Regions from separate parts of the Pan troglodytes genome. Here region 2 is linked to region 1. The links are chromatin contacts, called in public HiChIP or PLAC-seq maps. All regions are on one chromosome and are shown on one strand. Each heading gives the region's core, a stretch centred on a gene start, on an enhancer-like site or on the middle of the called end of the contact. The rest is flanking DNA. Distances are from core to core; before and after follow the strand shown.

Region 1 (7,186 bases), core at 3,058-5,557:
GCACACACTGCCACGCCCAGCTAATTTTTTGCATTTTAGTAGAGACGGGGTTTCACCGTGTTGCCCAGGCTGTTCTAAAACTCCTGAACTCAGGCAATCTGCCTGCCTCGGCCTCCCCAAGTGCTAGGATTACAGGTGTGAGCCACCATGCCCAGCCTTTTTTTTTTTTTTTTTTCTTTTTTGAGATGGAGTTTCACTCTTGTTGCCCAGGCTGGAGTGCGTTGGCGTGGTCTTGGCTCACTGCAACCTCTGCCTCCTTGGTTCAAGCAATTCTCCTGCCTCAGCCTCTCGAGTAGCTGGGATTATAGGCGTCCGCCACCATGCCTGGCTAATTTTTGTGTGTGTTTTTAGTATAGACACGGTTTCACCATGTTGGCCAGGCTGGGCTCGAATGCCTGGCCTCAGGTGATCCACCTGCCTCGGCCTCCCAAAGTGCTGGGATTACAGGCATGAACCACCACACCTGGCCTAAAATGTTTTTAAATAACTGTACTTGTACTCACTCACCCTACCTCCAGGGCATAGTCAGTCTGGGCTGAGATCCCCATGATCAGATATTTGATGGAAAGTCCTGAAAGGCCAATGAGTTGGACGGCAAGAATGCAGGCAGAAGCTGCTGGATAAAATAGGCTACAGCCACCTCAGATGCTTTCAGTGCTCTGTCTGAGGATGTGTATATGCATATGCAAACTCGACCCCCGTTCCTGCCCAGATAATGGCTCAATAACTCTGAGGCTGGTTGCTCAGCCTCTGAGGGCAATACAGGCATTTAAAAAATTAAAATGACCAGGCACAGTGGCTCACGCCTGTAATCTCGGCACTTTGAGAGACTGAGGTGGGAGCATCACTTGAGACCAGGAGTTTGGGACCAGGCTGGGCAACACAGGGAGACCTCCTCTCTACAAAAAGATTTTTAAAAAATTAGCTGGGCGTGGTGATGCATGCCTGTGGTCCCAGTTACTTGGGAGGCTGACGTGGGTGGCTCACTTGAGCACAGGAGTTTGAGGCTGCAGTGACCTATGACCACATCACTGTACGCCAGCCCGGGTGAGGGAGGGAGACCCCGTCTCTAAAAATAAAATGTAAAATCACTGAAAAAATGAGTGTTCGGTGAAACAAGTGGGATTTTCTGGGCCAGCAAGTCTTCCAAACTGTATATGATGCATCCTGTCTCCATGTGTAATATATTTTAATGATAAATGTATTTTTAACAGTGACGGTTGTGTATGTTTTTGTCTTAAGAGATGGCAGTTCGCTGCAGCTGGATTTTGTGGCTCAAGCCTTGGGGCCAAAGAGACATATTCCTGGCAGTCTGGTGGGTACCAGTCACAATTCACATACTTCCAGCAAGAAATGGTTATGGCACTGACCTGAACCCCTTGACCCCTGGTCTGGTCTTTGGAGTTGTCCCACTCTGAATATTCGAGAGAAGCAGCTTATGGTTAAAACAGGCAGTGGCAGCTGGGAGGATCTAACAGCTAGATCCTCCAGGCATTTGGAAAGGACAGGGGCATAACGAAGGCAGAATCGCTTCCTGGGTACGAATGCCCACTACTTCTGGGCACTGTAAAATGGGTTTAAGACACGGGCCTGCAGGACAATGTGAACGGTGAAAGGAAGGGAGTGGCCGGTAGGTGGCGCTAACTGGCCCGGGCATGAGTCCCGCCGTAGCCGCGTCCTCTTGCAGGGGAAGAAAGTTGGGACCGCCAGCCTGGGCAAGAGTGTGAGAAGGGAGCTGGGCGTCCTAGGCAAGCGCGTGAGAAGGGAGCTGGGGGTCCTAGGCAAGCGCGTGAGAAGGGGAAGAGGCGGCGGCGTCCTCTCCAGCTGGGCTTAGAATACTCTTAGTTCTGCCTTTGGGGTCTTGTCTTCCTTTCTGGGCCTCCTGCCTGTGTTAACTTTGATGGGTGCTGAAGGGAAGGCCGGGGTCCTGGCAGGAGAAACCCGGGAACGTCGCGGCCGTCCAGGCTCCCCTGGCGGGTTGGAGCCAGGGTTCTGACTGCCAACTGTGGTCCTTCCCGCTGCGGCTGTGGCTGCCAGGGCGAGGGCGGTCAGCGCAAACCTGGCTGAGGACATTTCGGATTCTTCCTTGGGGATTCGTTCCCTTCTCCTTGACTCCGGTGCCGCGAGGGCGACACCCTCCGGGCCGCGCGTGGCCACCCCGGGCGCTTCCCCACGCGGATGAACCCACCTCCTGGGCGCCTTCCCCTCGGTGCCCCGCTCGCCAATTGGAGGCTGCAGCTCAGCCCCCTGACAACCTGAGCCAACCACAGGCGCCAGGGAGGGGCGGATCCTCTGTCCCCACCTTCCTCCGGAAAGAGGAAGCGGAAGTGACGTTAGGGGAAGGTGGGGGCAATCATGGTGCCGCTGGGGAGGGGAGAAGCTGCTGCTGCCGCCGTTGCCGGGAGCCGCGGAGGTAAAAGGCGAAACTAGACTCGGCCTGGGCTTGGGACTTACCGGGAGGCGCGGGACTTAGGCTCCCTCCTGAAGCATTTCCCAATAGAGACCTCAGTCTGGTCACCATAGGGACCCCACCCCTTCTCCGTTTCCATGGGGATGGGTATCCAGCCCCCCTTCCCTGTTTCCATGGAGACCCGGACCCTGCCCCTCTCCTCCTTGCTTGGAGACCCCCAGCTTGTCTTCGGATTTTTCTGTGTAGCCCTGTGCTGGGGGCTATCCCAGACAGGTTCCTTTTCCCAGCCTCCTCTCAAGGGGGCTCTGTTCGCACTCCTCGTTGGCTACCCTCAAACCTCCTGGTCTTGTTTGTTCCGGACAGTTGGTCTCCGCGTTGCCGCCGAGGGTGCCGGGGCAGCCCACTGGGGCCCTCGGTGCTCTTCTCTCTCTGCTCAGATGCAGCGAAATGTACATCTGTGGGGTTGCGTAAGCCAGAGCTAGGGGTCGGGCCGGTACCTCCTGGATCCAATCCTTTGGCCTGTCTCTGGTAACTGTCTAGCCATCCCACTAAGTAAAGGCTCACTTTCTAACCCAGAGCAGAAGAGAAAGATAAAGCGCAAAGCCAGACTGAAAACTAAAAGGGATGTGCTGATTATTTTAAAATTCTCTGTTCTGCCTGCCAAACCCACATTTGTAGAGCCTGTGTTTGCAGATGAAGGAAGAATCACTATTCCAGAACATGAAAGCTTCAAATGTGGTATTTTTCTCAAGAGAATGTATCTTCCCAAGATAGTATATCTTCGCGAGAGAGTATGTAGCCATGTCTTTCATTCATTTAGCTGACATTTCCTGAACTCTTATCATAGTATCAGTGTACTATGCTAGGAGCTGTAGAAACAAAAATAATAAGACTCAATTGATTCAGGGACGAGAGCCCACCACAGACCCATAACTTCTTGTTGACACCATATTGTTTTAGGACATAAATAGATACAGTGATCTTCGTTGTTTGTGCCTGATTGAGGAATAGCCCTTCCACCCAGAAGGTTGAAACATCTGTTCTAGGTAGGGGGGAAGGAATTCATACTTGTTCCTCTACTATTTACCAAACATTGTGTTTTACATATGTTGCCTCTTTTATTTCTTATAAAAACTTTGAGAGAACAGGAATTACTGGTCCCACCTTGCACGTAAGAAAAATGAGGCACAGAAAAGTTACCCATGTAGTAAAAGGCAAAGACAGGATTTGTAGGTAGATGACTCTGCCTCCAAAGCCTTGCTCCTTCTCATAAACTGCATGAAACCATTTACTGCCTCGTGGTCTGATTTGGAGGATATTTGAGTGGATGGAGTTTCCCTTAAGATTTGTAGCAAGTCAGCCTTTCAGCAGCTGCTGTTCTGTTTGCTCTTTTGTCCCCTTTAAATTTTTGACCAAGTTTCAAATTGTTTGACAGGCGTATTCAGAAGGTCTTATGAACTTATTCAGTTTTTGAAAAGCATTGCTTTTCTTTCTTTTTCTTTTTCTTTTTTTTTTTATTAGAGATGGGGGTCTCACTATGTTGACCAGGCTGATCTCAAACTCCTGGCCTCAAGCGATCCTCCCATCTCAGCCTCCCAAAGTGTTGGGATTACAGGCGTGAGCCACCACGCCCAGTCAGCATTGCTTTTCTTTAAAAATGACTTGATGGTTTTAAAGTTAAAATAAAAAAAAATTATTCCCAAGGATGGTTTTTCATTTGCTTTGGCTTGCTCTTTAAATGAGAGGGAAAATGAGCCTTGTGGTTGCTGAGGAGGTCCGTGGGTCTTGTGGTATGACTCTAACTCTGGCTTTGTTCTGTTGCAGACAAGTCATTACGTTTTCATTTCTCACAATTGGGCTGAGCACAACTGAACCATGGGGGAACACAGTCCAGACAACAACATCATCTACTTTGAGGCAGAGGAAGATGAGCTGACCCCCGATGATAAAATGCTCAGGTTTGTGGATAAAAACGGACTGGTGCCTTCCTCATCTGGAACTGTTTATGATAGGACCACTGTTCTTATTGAGCAGGACCCTGGCACTTTGGAGGATGAAGATGACGACGGACAGTGCGGAGAACACTTGCCTTTTCTAGTAGGGGGTGAAGAGGGCTTTCACCTGATAGATCATGAAGCAATGTCCCAGGGTTATGTGCAGCACATTATCTCACCAGATCAGATTCATTTGACAATAAACCCTGGTTCCACACCCATGCCAAGAAATATTGAAGGTGCAACCCTCACTCTGCAGTCGGAATGTCCGGAAACAAAACGTAAAGAAGTAAGTAAAGCAGTCAGTGAGGGCCTAGTTTGGTTTTGGGGCAAGTCCTTACAAAATTCTTGGTGCAAATTTTAGCTGGGGAGTAAAGGAGTGCATGGGGTTAGGACTTAAGTAGTTTTGCTATCAACAACATATGCCTCAGGTTTTGTTGTGATTGCTTCTGGAACTTTTGGTTTGTATAGCCACATTGAAATTTGGGAATTGGGAATATCAAATTGTAATTTCTCGAATTTCCTTCCCCAAATCATAAATAAAACAGAAATTTCACTTAAGTAGACCCATGTTTCTGGTGCTAAAATAACTATTTAGCTTATCTACAGGGAAATAACTGGAGTTTGCTTATTTGATAAAGAAGTAACTATATTTGGCTTATCTCCTGGTTGTGTTTAAATGATTTGTTTTGGAGATGAGTATCTGCTGGAATATGTTTTATTATCTTAGTGAATGTTTAATGAACTTTTATTTCACAGTGGCACACGCCTGTAATCCCAGCACTTTGGGAGGCTGAGGTGGGTGGATCATTTGAGGTCAGGAGTTCGAGAGCAGCCTGGCCAACATGGTGAAACCCTGTCTCTGCTAAAAATACAAAAATTAGCCAGGCTTGGTGGCACATGGCTGTAATCCCAGCTACTCAGGAGGCTGAGGCAGGAGAATCACTTGGACCCGGGAGGCAGAGGTTGCAGTGAGCCGAGATCATGCCACTGTACTCCAGCCTGGGCGATAGAGTGAGACTCCATCTAAAAAAAAAAAAAAAAAAAGAAAGAAAGAAAGAAAGAAAGAAAGAAATTCAGGCTGGGCACAGTGGCTCATGCCTGTAATCCCAACACTTTCTGTAATCCCAGCACTTTGGGAGTCCGAGGCAGGTGGATCACCTGAGGTTAAGAGCACCCTGGCCAACATGGTGAAACTCCATCTGTACTAAAAATAGAAAAATTAGCCAGGCATAGTGGCGGGTGCCTGTAATCCCAGCTATTTGGGAAGCTGAGGCAGGGGAATTACTTGAATCTGGGAGGTGGAGGTGGCAGTGAGCCAAGATCGTGCCACTGCACTCCAGGCTGGATGAGAGAGAGAGACTCAGTCTCAAAAAAAAAAAAAAAAAAAAAAAAAAGGAAATTCAGGCAAGAGACAGTAAATGAGAGCAGGTTATCTAAAATAAGTTTTCATTTTCATGTTTAGCTAATGTGAGTAAGCTAATGCATGTCAGGATGTTTTGAAAACTGTAAAGCATTTTACAAATTATATTAGTGGTTATTATTAGCAAAATAAAAGTTCTGGTTTAAAGGTAGTGATATACATTATCTAGGAACTATTTTTTTTTTTTGAGATGGAGTTTCACTCTTGTTGCCTGAGCTGGAGTGCAGTGGTGTGATCTTGGCTCACTGCAACCTCTGCCTCCTGGGTTCTAGCAATTCTCCTGCCTCAGCCTCCTGAGTAGCTGGGATTACAGGCACGCGCCACCATGCCCAGCTAATTTTTTGAATTTTTAGTAGAAATGAGGTTTCACCATGTTAGCCAGGCTGGTCTCGAACTCTTGACCTCTGGTGATCCACCTGCCTTGGCCTTCCAAAGTGCTGGGATTACAGGCATGAACCACCATGCCCGGCCCACCCAGGAACTATTACAGGTCAATTAGAAAAAAATAAGTCACTAGTAGTTACAGTACCAAGGACTAAGATGTTACCAAACAGAAATAGGGTGAATGATTTAGCAAGGAATATCTTTTTTGCTGTGGTTGAGGTCTTAAAATTGCATATGGCTTATTGATGGCATATCACTTTTCCTTTGCTAGCCTTAGAGAGACCATCTTGTCCCACCTCCTACCCTATGCAGAAATCTCCCTATGGCATCTCTGACATCAGTTAATCTTGTTTCTGCTTGAAGACATCCAGAACAACAAGAGCACAGTGTTTCATACCCCAACCCAATACATTTGTTAGCCAGCTCTGATTGTTAGAAAGCTTTTACTTGTATAGAACCAAAACCTGCCTTTCTGCAGGTGCTGCCCGCTGGTTCTAGATCTGCCTTCCTGAGTAAACTTTCTCCCACAGAACAGTCCATCAGCTATTTGAAGATCATGGATTTTTCATCCTCTTGTACAGGCTAACCACCTCCATTTACTTAAATGTCCCTCTGTGACATTTTCCCCAGTCTCTCATCAGCCTAGTCATCTTTGATTATATGAATTCCAGTTTTCCAAGGTCCTTTTTTTCTTCTTTTTTTGAGATGGAGTTTTGCTGTTGTTGCCCAGGCTGGAGTGCAGTGGCGCGATCCCGGCTCACTGCAACTTCCGCCTCCCAGGTTCAAGCGATTCTCCTGCCTCAGCCTCCCAAGTAGCTGGGATTACGGGCATGCGCTACCACACCCAGCTAATTTTGTATTTTTAGTAGAGACAGGGTTTCTCCATGTTGGTCAGGCTGATCTCGAACTCCTGACCTCAGGGGATATGCCTGCCTTGGCCTCCCAAAGTGCTGGGATTACAGGCATGAGCCACCG
Region 2 (7,186 bases), core at 1,550-4,049, 51 kb after region 1:
TACAATTGTCTTACACCACCAATCAGAAATATGTTTGGGGAGGCATGGGTGGCAGGGGGCAACATGAGCCATTTCCATACTGCTCCCCATACTACCTGTGTTGGTTCCTTAAGCAAAAAGGCCTCCAGCCTTCATTAAATCCTATAAACAAACATTATGTCCCATGAATCATTATCAGCTTTCTTCCTTTACTCCACCTCTCCCATTTTATCTTCAATTCTCAGGCTATAGAATAGACAAGTTTTAGAATATACTTCAGCCAAAGCAGAAAGATTTTCATAGATCCAATATGCAAATAGTTCTGCTGTGACATAGATCAGAAATTGTCTGTTCCTTAATATTTGGGGGTGGAGGCAACAAAACTGAAGCATATTTCTGATTGGTTAGCCATTTTGGCCTGTTTCCTCTTGCATGTTTTTTAGGGAGGGAAACGGTCCTGTATTTCTTCTGATGCCCTTTGGGGAAGCCGACGACCACTGGGCATTTCTCACTGTTACTCCTGTTCAAGAGAGGGCTTCTCAGTCTGCACTGAAAAATGCAAATTAAACTGGATCTTTATGTCAATGTGTACATAGTACAAGCTTTTTTTACTGGAATTGAGGTTTAAAACCACACACTGCCCTTTTGGTGGTGTGCCTGTTGGGCCAAAAATTGGGTGATAATGTAGTGTCACTTTCTCAGCTCAATGCAGTTTCTACTTTTTCTTATGGGAAAATTTTTCATAAAACCTTTTTGCACCAAAACCCAGGGGTGTTTTTTGCAATATCCTTGTTATCCTCGTAGTGTGCCAAGTCAGAGGCTTTCTCTTGCCCTTTTCCTGCTGTTCTCTCAGGCCTCCCAAGGGCTGTTTGACTCAACAGTCTACATCCTTCGTTGTGTTTTGGAGAATGTGGGGGTGGGGGTCAGAGTTCAAGGTGTCTGTTCCCTTTTCCTGTGAACTCTTTCTAGTCCCTATTTGGGGAGGGTGGCTGGAAACAGATTTTTGCTGAATTTCTGGCTCAGATCTTCTAGCCAGGAAAGGCAAGAGCCCCCAAGAGCCCTTTTTTTTTTGACATACACTAATCATTGGCCGGGGTCTTGGTGACAACTTTTAAAATCCCAAATAGTTTTATTTGGATTATGTAAAAGTAAGTGTGAAACATGGGAACAACGGACTTCCACTGAGCGATGTGAAAACGTTACAGGTTCAGTACTTCCAAAGGAAGAAACCTCCAAACCCAAAAAAGAATAAATATGAATTTGTATTTTTGAAGAATGTGAAATAATGGTGTTTGCTTAATTGCTCATTTTGTATAAACTTAATATTGTACTTTAAAATATCTGCTAAAAAGTGAAAATTTAACTTTTTGGAATTGAAAAAGCAATATTAAATACTAATGAAATCCTAATTAAATGCTTATTTAAATCTGGTAGTATCTGTGGCATTTCTTACCAACCCTGCCCATAGTTGACATTTTTCCACCACTCCCCCCTTCCCAGCCATCAGTCTTGGAGAGGGGACAGAAAGGAAACGTCGGTCACCAGGAGAGTCTGCAGGTTTCCTTTTAATCAAGGCTCTGCTGAAGGTGTTTTGTGGGGCTAAAAGCCCCCAAAACATGAAATGGACATGTAACACCACCTGGATCCCCCATAGCAGGCCAGACCACTCTGGCGAGCACTGCTGGTCTGCCCAAATCTGGGTAATCAGACTGGGTATTCATTGGCTGCATTTCAAAGCACAGCACTGCTTTCAGCCAGGATGAAGTGGGAGTGAACCCAGCTGCTAGCAGAGCTGCCACTCCAGGCTGAGAGCCAAGTACCAGCCACTGCCAGTGAAGACTGGCCCCTTTACTGAAGGGAGTTGTTCAGAGTCCAGCCACCGGCCCTGGGGAGGGAGAGAAGTCAGGGTATTCTGCTCGGGGATGGTCAGGGCTCCGCAGCTCCATCGCCAGCATCCTTCGGAAAGCCGCCTCTGGCGGAGACAGCCGGCTGGGGGGGCGCTCCAGGTTTGGCTGAGACGTTCTAGTTGGAACAGAAAGGAAAAAAGTGAGGCTGGGAGGCAAGGCCTTGGATTAGGCCCCACAAGGATGTGGCCATTTGGCATTTGGATAGTATTAACTTTTTCGAAACCTCTCACCAGATCAAAGGAGGTTAGGGATAAAGCGGCGGAGACATACTTCCCCCCTCCAGGGTAAGCTAGGGCTTGGCCAGCCTAGCCAGTGGGGCAGACCCCACCCCACCCCAGCCCAGCCCAGGGTGGGCACTAACCCCGCCACCAGCCGGCTCCGGGCGCCGGCGGCCCAGCTGCCGTAACATCTCCTCGCAGGCTGCGATGGTGTCCAGGAGCTGCCGCTGCCGCTGCTCCACCGCGTCCAGCAGCTGCTGGGCGCGCTCCTCCCGGGGCGGCTGCGGGGGTGGCCTCCCGCCGAGCCCCAGCCCCGCCTTCCCGCGGTCCACGCCGGCAGCCTCCCTGCCCGGGAGAAAGCGAGAGACAGACGGTCAGGGCCGGCGCTTGCGCGGGGCCAAGCCCCTTCCCCCCGCCCCGACGGGCCCCCTCTCACCCCCGTGACCAGTCTGAGCCCGGGCCCCATTCCATCTCCGCTTGCGCGGCCCGACCACCGCCCCCCTTTCGGCCGCCCCCCTCCCCAGCGCTGCGTTAGGGCTTCGCAAGGCTGCGCCCCGCCCCGTCCCCACCGGTCTCCTTCAATCCTCCTGGGGGTCGTGGTCCCTTTAAGCTGCCCGGCGCAGAGGTGGGGCCGAGTCTCCTGGACCGGAAGCTGGCTGGGGGCGTCACTTCCTCCCGGAAGCGGGCCTGGGCGGATGTCTCCGGCGCGTCGGTGCAGGGGGATGAGGGCCGCGGTGGCTGCCAGCGTGGGGTTGAGCGAGGGGCCTGCTGGCTCCCGGAGCGGCCGCCTCTTCCGCCCGCCAAGTCCCGCTCCGGCGGCCCCCGGCGCCCGGCTGTTGCGGCTCCCGGGGAGCGGGGCCGTGCAGGCCGCGAGCCCGGAGCGCGCCGGCTGGACCGAGGCGCTGCGGGCCGCCGTGGCCGAGCTGCGCGCCGGCGCCGTGGTGGCCGTCCCCACCGATACGCTGTACGGCCTGGCCTGCGCGGCGAGCTGCTCGGCGGCTCTGCGCGCTGTGTACCGCCTCAAGGGTCGCAGCGAGGCCAAGCCTCTGGCCGTATGCCTCGGCCGCGTGGCCGACGTCTACAGGTAAGGCCGCCCCGACCCGGCCCCGCTGGGGGCGGCACCGCGGGAGGGGTTTCCGGTGACAGGCTTGGGAGACTGAGGCGCAGAGAGCGGGAGGGGCTTGTCCAGGCTCACCAAGGAATCCGGAACTGGAAGTATGTACCGAGGACTTAACGTGCCCCGGGCCCTGAACTACATGCTGCTGGGAAGCAGCAACACACGAGAAAGGCAGGGACCCTGTTCCCTTGGCGTATTTGTGCTAATTGGGGAGGCCCCCGGGAAAAAAGCAAACAAACACAGTAGCTTAACTTAATAGCGAATGCCTTGAAGAAAATAAAACGTGGAGCTTGATCCCACTATCATGATATCACAGCGGTGCAGCTGTTGTAGTCCCTGAGACCAGAGGCACATGGGCGTGAAGCCAGGGGTGCGCCTTTGGAGCCCTGCTTTCTGCTCAAGCTCTTAGGGAGGTGAAGCAGGGAGACAGGCGGCTCCCATTGTAAGCTCGAAGGATTCCTTTCCTTCGTCTGCCTAGAGTCTAGGAAAGGACCACCAGTGGCCCTTCAATTTTGAATGGATTTATTCTTCTGTGTTTCCCAGATACTGCCGTGTGAGAGTACCTGAGGGGCTCCTGAAAGACCTACTGCCAGGACCAGTGACCCTGGTGATGGAACGCTCGGAGGAGCTCAACAAGGACCTAAACCCTTTTACGCCTGTGAGTCAAGTTTTCTCTTGTGTCCCCAGACTCCAGGCCACTTGGCTTTCACTAGGATCCAGATAAGACTTACCCTCTTACCCCTTCCAACCTTTCTCATGATCCCTTTCCCCTTGCCTTACAGCTTGTAGGCATTCGGATTCCTGATCATGCCTTTATGCAAGACTTGGCTCAGATGTTTGAGGGTCCGCTTGCTCTCACTAGTGCCAACCTCAGCTCCCAGGCCAGTTCTCTGAATGTCGAGGTGAGTTTACCCAGTCCTTCCCCTGGAAATGTCACCAGCGCACATACTGTTTTCTGTGAATCAGTGGCATTGATAGTACACTGGGATGGCCAGGCGTGAGAGTTCTTGGGCCAACAGTGGGAAGGTTGCCCAGCTGGCAGGGAGGTGGTGGGGGGCAATATAAATTTAAAAAATTTGAAAGATTTTATCTCAAAGTCTGAAAAGCCAGGGGGAGAATTGGTGTTTTCTTCTGTCTTTATAATAATAGGAAAGATTATGATAAGAACAATGTCTTCCTGTTTTTCTGGAGATAACAGTTTCTGGAGAACACAGTTAGGCTATAAATCTTCACGACAGTGCTGTAAAGAAAGATGAAGAAGGCCAAGGGCAGTGGCTCATGCCTGTGACCCCAGCACTTTGGGAGGCCCAGGCAGGTGGATCATATGAGGTCAGGAGTTTGAGACCAGCCTGGCTAACATGGCAAAACTCCATCTCTAATAAAAAATACAAAGATTAGCCAGACATGGTGGCGCATGCCTGTAATCCCAGCTACTTGGGAGGCTGAGGCAGGAGAATCACTTGAACCTGGGAGGCAGAGGTTACAGTGAGCTCAGATTGTGCCACTGTACTCCAGGCAGGGCTCTAGAGCGAGACTCTGTCTCTTAAAAAAAAAAAAAAAAAGAAGATGAAGTTTAGCCTCCAGAAAGTTATATCACTTGTTCCAGGTCACACAGCCATTAAGTGACTGACTCAGATTTTTAACCAGTTTTTGATTCTCGCCCCTGTTCTCTTATCTCTGCCACAAGCCAGATCAAAGAAAGGATCATCCTAATCCTTTCTTGGCTACATAGATTAGAACAAAGGAGGACACATAGAAATTTCGTTTTTTTCTTATTACTAAGATGTAAAATGTAGTAATAAGCTACATTGTGTCCCCAGACTCGGCCAGACACATAGTATCACACATAGTATCCAGCATCAGGCCTTGGGCCTTCCTTGGGCTTATTACATCCAGCTAATAAGCCTGGATAGAGTAACTTGGGTGCAGTCACATAGAGATATGATGGAAAGTCCAGAGTTAGAGCCCGTATCCCTGCTCAGAACTCCATTCGATGGGTTTTCCATTCCCAGACCTAGAGTGGGGCTCAGGGTTCTTAAGAAAGTGAGAGTTCAGCATCCCTTCCCATTCTCAGAGTGCAGGTTTGACTTGGTCCTGGTGGCTGTACCCCAGGAGCAAGAATCGGGATGTGGCACAGGGAGGGGAGGTTTTTACCTTGTCAGCAATCATTTGACCTGTCCAACACAGTAACTGGTATTTATGATTTCCTGTCCCAGATTTCCAGGCCTAACTGCCACTGCAGTGTCTTCATTGGGGGGTTGGGGAAGCTCTAGCTCAGTTAACAATTCAGTCCACTGTTCTAGGGGGAGTATCCTCCTCATAGCCCAAAGACTGAGTGCTGGTGGCATGCAGAATCTACCATGTTCTACTCTTCCTACCCTGATCAGAGTCGCAGTGAGATCCAGGAGCATAGTTCTAGAGCTAGAAGGAGCTGGAATCACTTGTTCCAGGTTACGCAGCCATTAAGTGACCAGATTTTTACCTAGTTTTTTTTGTTTTGTTTTGTTTGAGACAGTCTCACTCTCTTTCCCAGGCTGGAGTGCAGTGGCACCATCTCAGCTCACTGCAACCTCCATCTCCCGGGTTCAAACAGTTCTCCTGCCTCAGCCTCCCGAGTGAGTAGCTGGGATTACAGGCGTGTGCCACCACGCCCGGCTAATTTTTGTATTTTTAGTAGAGACGGGGTTTCACTATGTTGACCAGGCTAGTCTCAAACTCCTGGCCTCAAGAGATCCAGCCTCCCAAAGTGCTGAGATTACAGGCGTGAGCCACCATGCCCGGTCTTTTTACCTAGTTTTTGACTCTTGACCCTGTTCTCTTATCTTTGCGGCAAGCCAGGTCAAAGAAAAGATCATCCTAGTCCTGTCTTGGCTACATAGATTAGAACAAATGAAATGAGGACATAGGATCATCTAGTCCAGCCCACTTGTCTTGTAGGCCTCGATAGAGTAACTTGCATGCAGTCACACGGAGATACGATGGAAAGTCCAGAGTTAGAGCCCGTATCTTTGCCCAGAACTCCATTCATTGTACTTATATTTCCCTAACTGAAGCAATGTGTGAAATTTCCTTTTGACATAGCAAGATTTTCTTTAAACCCTAGATAGGTGTTACTTGGAGTGCTAACCCAGGAGGCCTCCAAACCTCATAGAATACAGTGTCTTTGGCACAGTTGACCTTAACTAAATGAAGCTCCTTTCTCTGCTTAGAGGAAAGTGCCTTCTGTTTTAAGACTATATGGCCTTTGATGACTGCGTGCAGTTTGACATTATTGGATACACCAGGGATAGTGTCCATGCTCTTCCTTCTCCCTCTTCTCAGGAGTTCCAGGATCTCTGGCCTCAGTTGTCCTTGGTTATTGATGGGGGACAAATTGGGGATGGCCAGAGCCCCGAGTGTCGCCTTGGCTCAACTGTGGTTGATTTGTCTGTGCCCGGAAAGTTTGGCATCATTCGTCCAGGCTGGTAAGTCTCTTTCCTGTGGCGTGGGGAAATAATTTGAGGGAGGTTGGAGAGATGCAAAAAAGCTTTGACAAGATAAAGATGGTGCCTCCTATCTTGCCCTGAAGGAGTGTAGGCCAGGTTTGGAGAAGTGGTGGTTGCAGTGGGACTAAGTTTCCTGGCTTTCTTAGGATTCAAAAGGTTTCATCAAGGGTTGATGAACAGGGCTTAACAAGGCTAGCCAGTTTCGATGTCCCTGCTCACCAGCCTCTGGTGGGCTCGGGACTTCTGAGAAGTCAGACTGGTAACTGTCCTGTTTCCTCCTCAGTGCCCTGGAAAGTACCACAGCCATCCTCCAACAGAAGTACGGACTGCTCCCCTCACATGCGTCCTACCTGTGAAACTCTGGGAAGCTGGAAGGCCCAAGGCCTGGTGCTGGATACTATGTGTCTGTCCACTGACGACTGGCAAGGCCTCATTTGCAGAGGCCACCGGAGCTAGGGCACTAGCCTGACTTTTAAGGCA

Evidence for each region. HiChIP or PLAC-seq counts read pairs in DNA pulled down with a chosen protein or histone mark.
Region 2: a contact with region 1 is called in an H3K4me3 HiChIP or PLAC-seq map of stem cell-derived excitatory neurons, with 3 times the contacts expected there. The contact joins the promoter of YRDC here to the promoter of MTF1 in region 1. A contact is called at or near these places in 1 of 7 Hi-C or Micro-C datasets (stem cell-derived neural progenitor cells), 1 of 1 datasets of contacts at active chromatin or transcription factors (stem cell-derived excitatory neurons) and 1 of 1 other capture datasets (stem cell-derived neural stem cells).

The regions. Positions count from the first base shown.
Region 1 is chr1:193,128,326-193,135,511 of NHGRI_mPanTro3-v2.0_pri, forward strand. It overlaps MTF1 (metal regulatory transcription factor 1), which reads left to right and starts at 4,308. Exons shown (of 10, transcript NM_001280131.1): 1 at 4,308-4,693. The coding sequence starts at 4,361. It overlaps INPP5B (inositol polyphosphate-5-phosphatase B), which reads left to right. Exons shown (of 24, transcript XM_016959503.4): 24 at 1-1,217.
Region 2 is chr1:193,180,489-193,187,674 of NHGRI_mPanTro3-v2.0_pri, forward strand. It overlaps YRDC (yrdC N6-threonylcarbamoyltransferase domain containing), which reads left to right and starts at 2,800. Exons shown (of 5, transcript XM_513328.8): 1 at 2,800-3,188; 2 at 3,765-3,879; 3 at 4,004-4,123; 4 at 6,543-6,685; 5 at 6,990-7,186. The coding sequence starts at 2,800. The coding sequence ends at 7,062. C1H1orf122 (chromosome 1 C1orf122 homolog) reads right to left here and starts at 2,807. Exons shown (of 3, transcript XM_003307988.5): 1 at 2,674-2,807; 2 at 2,248-2,449; 3 at 1,525-2,001. The coding sequence starts at 2,295. The coding sequence ends at 1,906.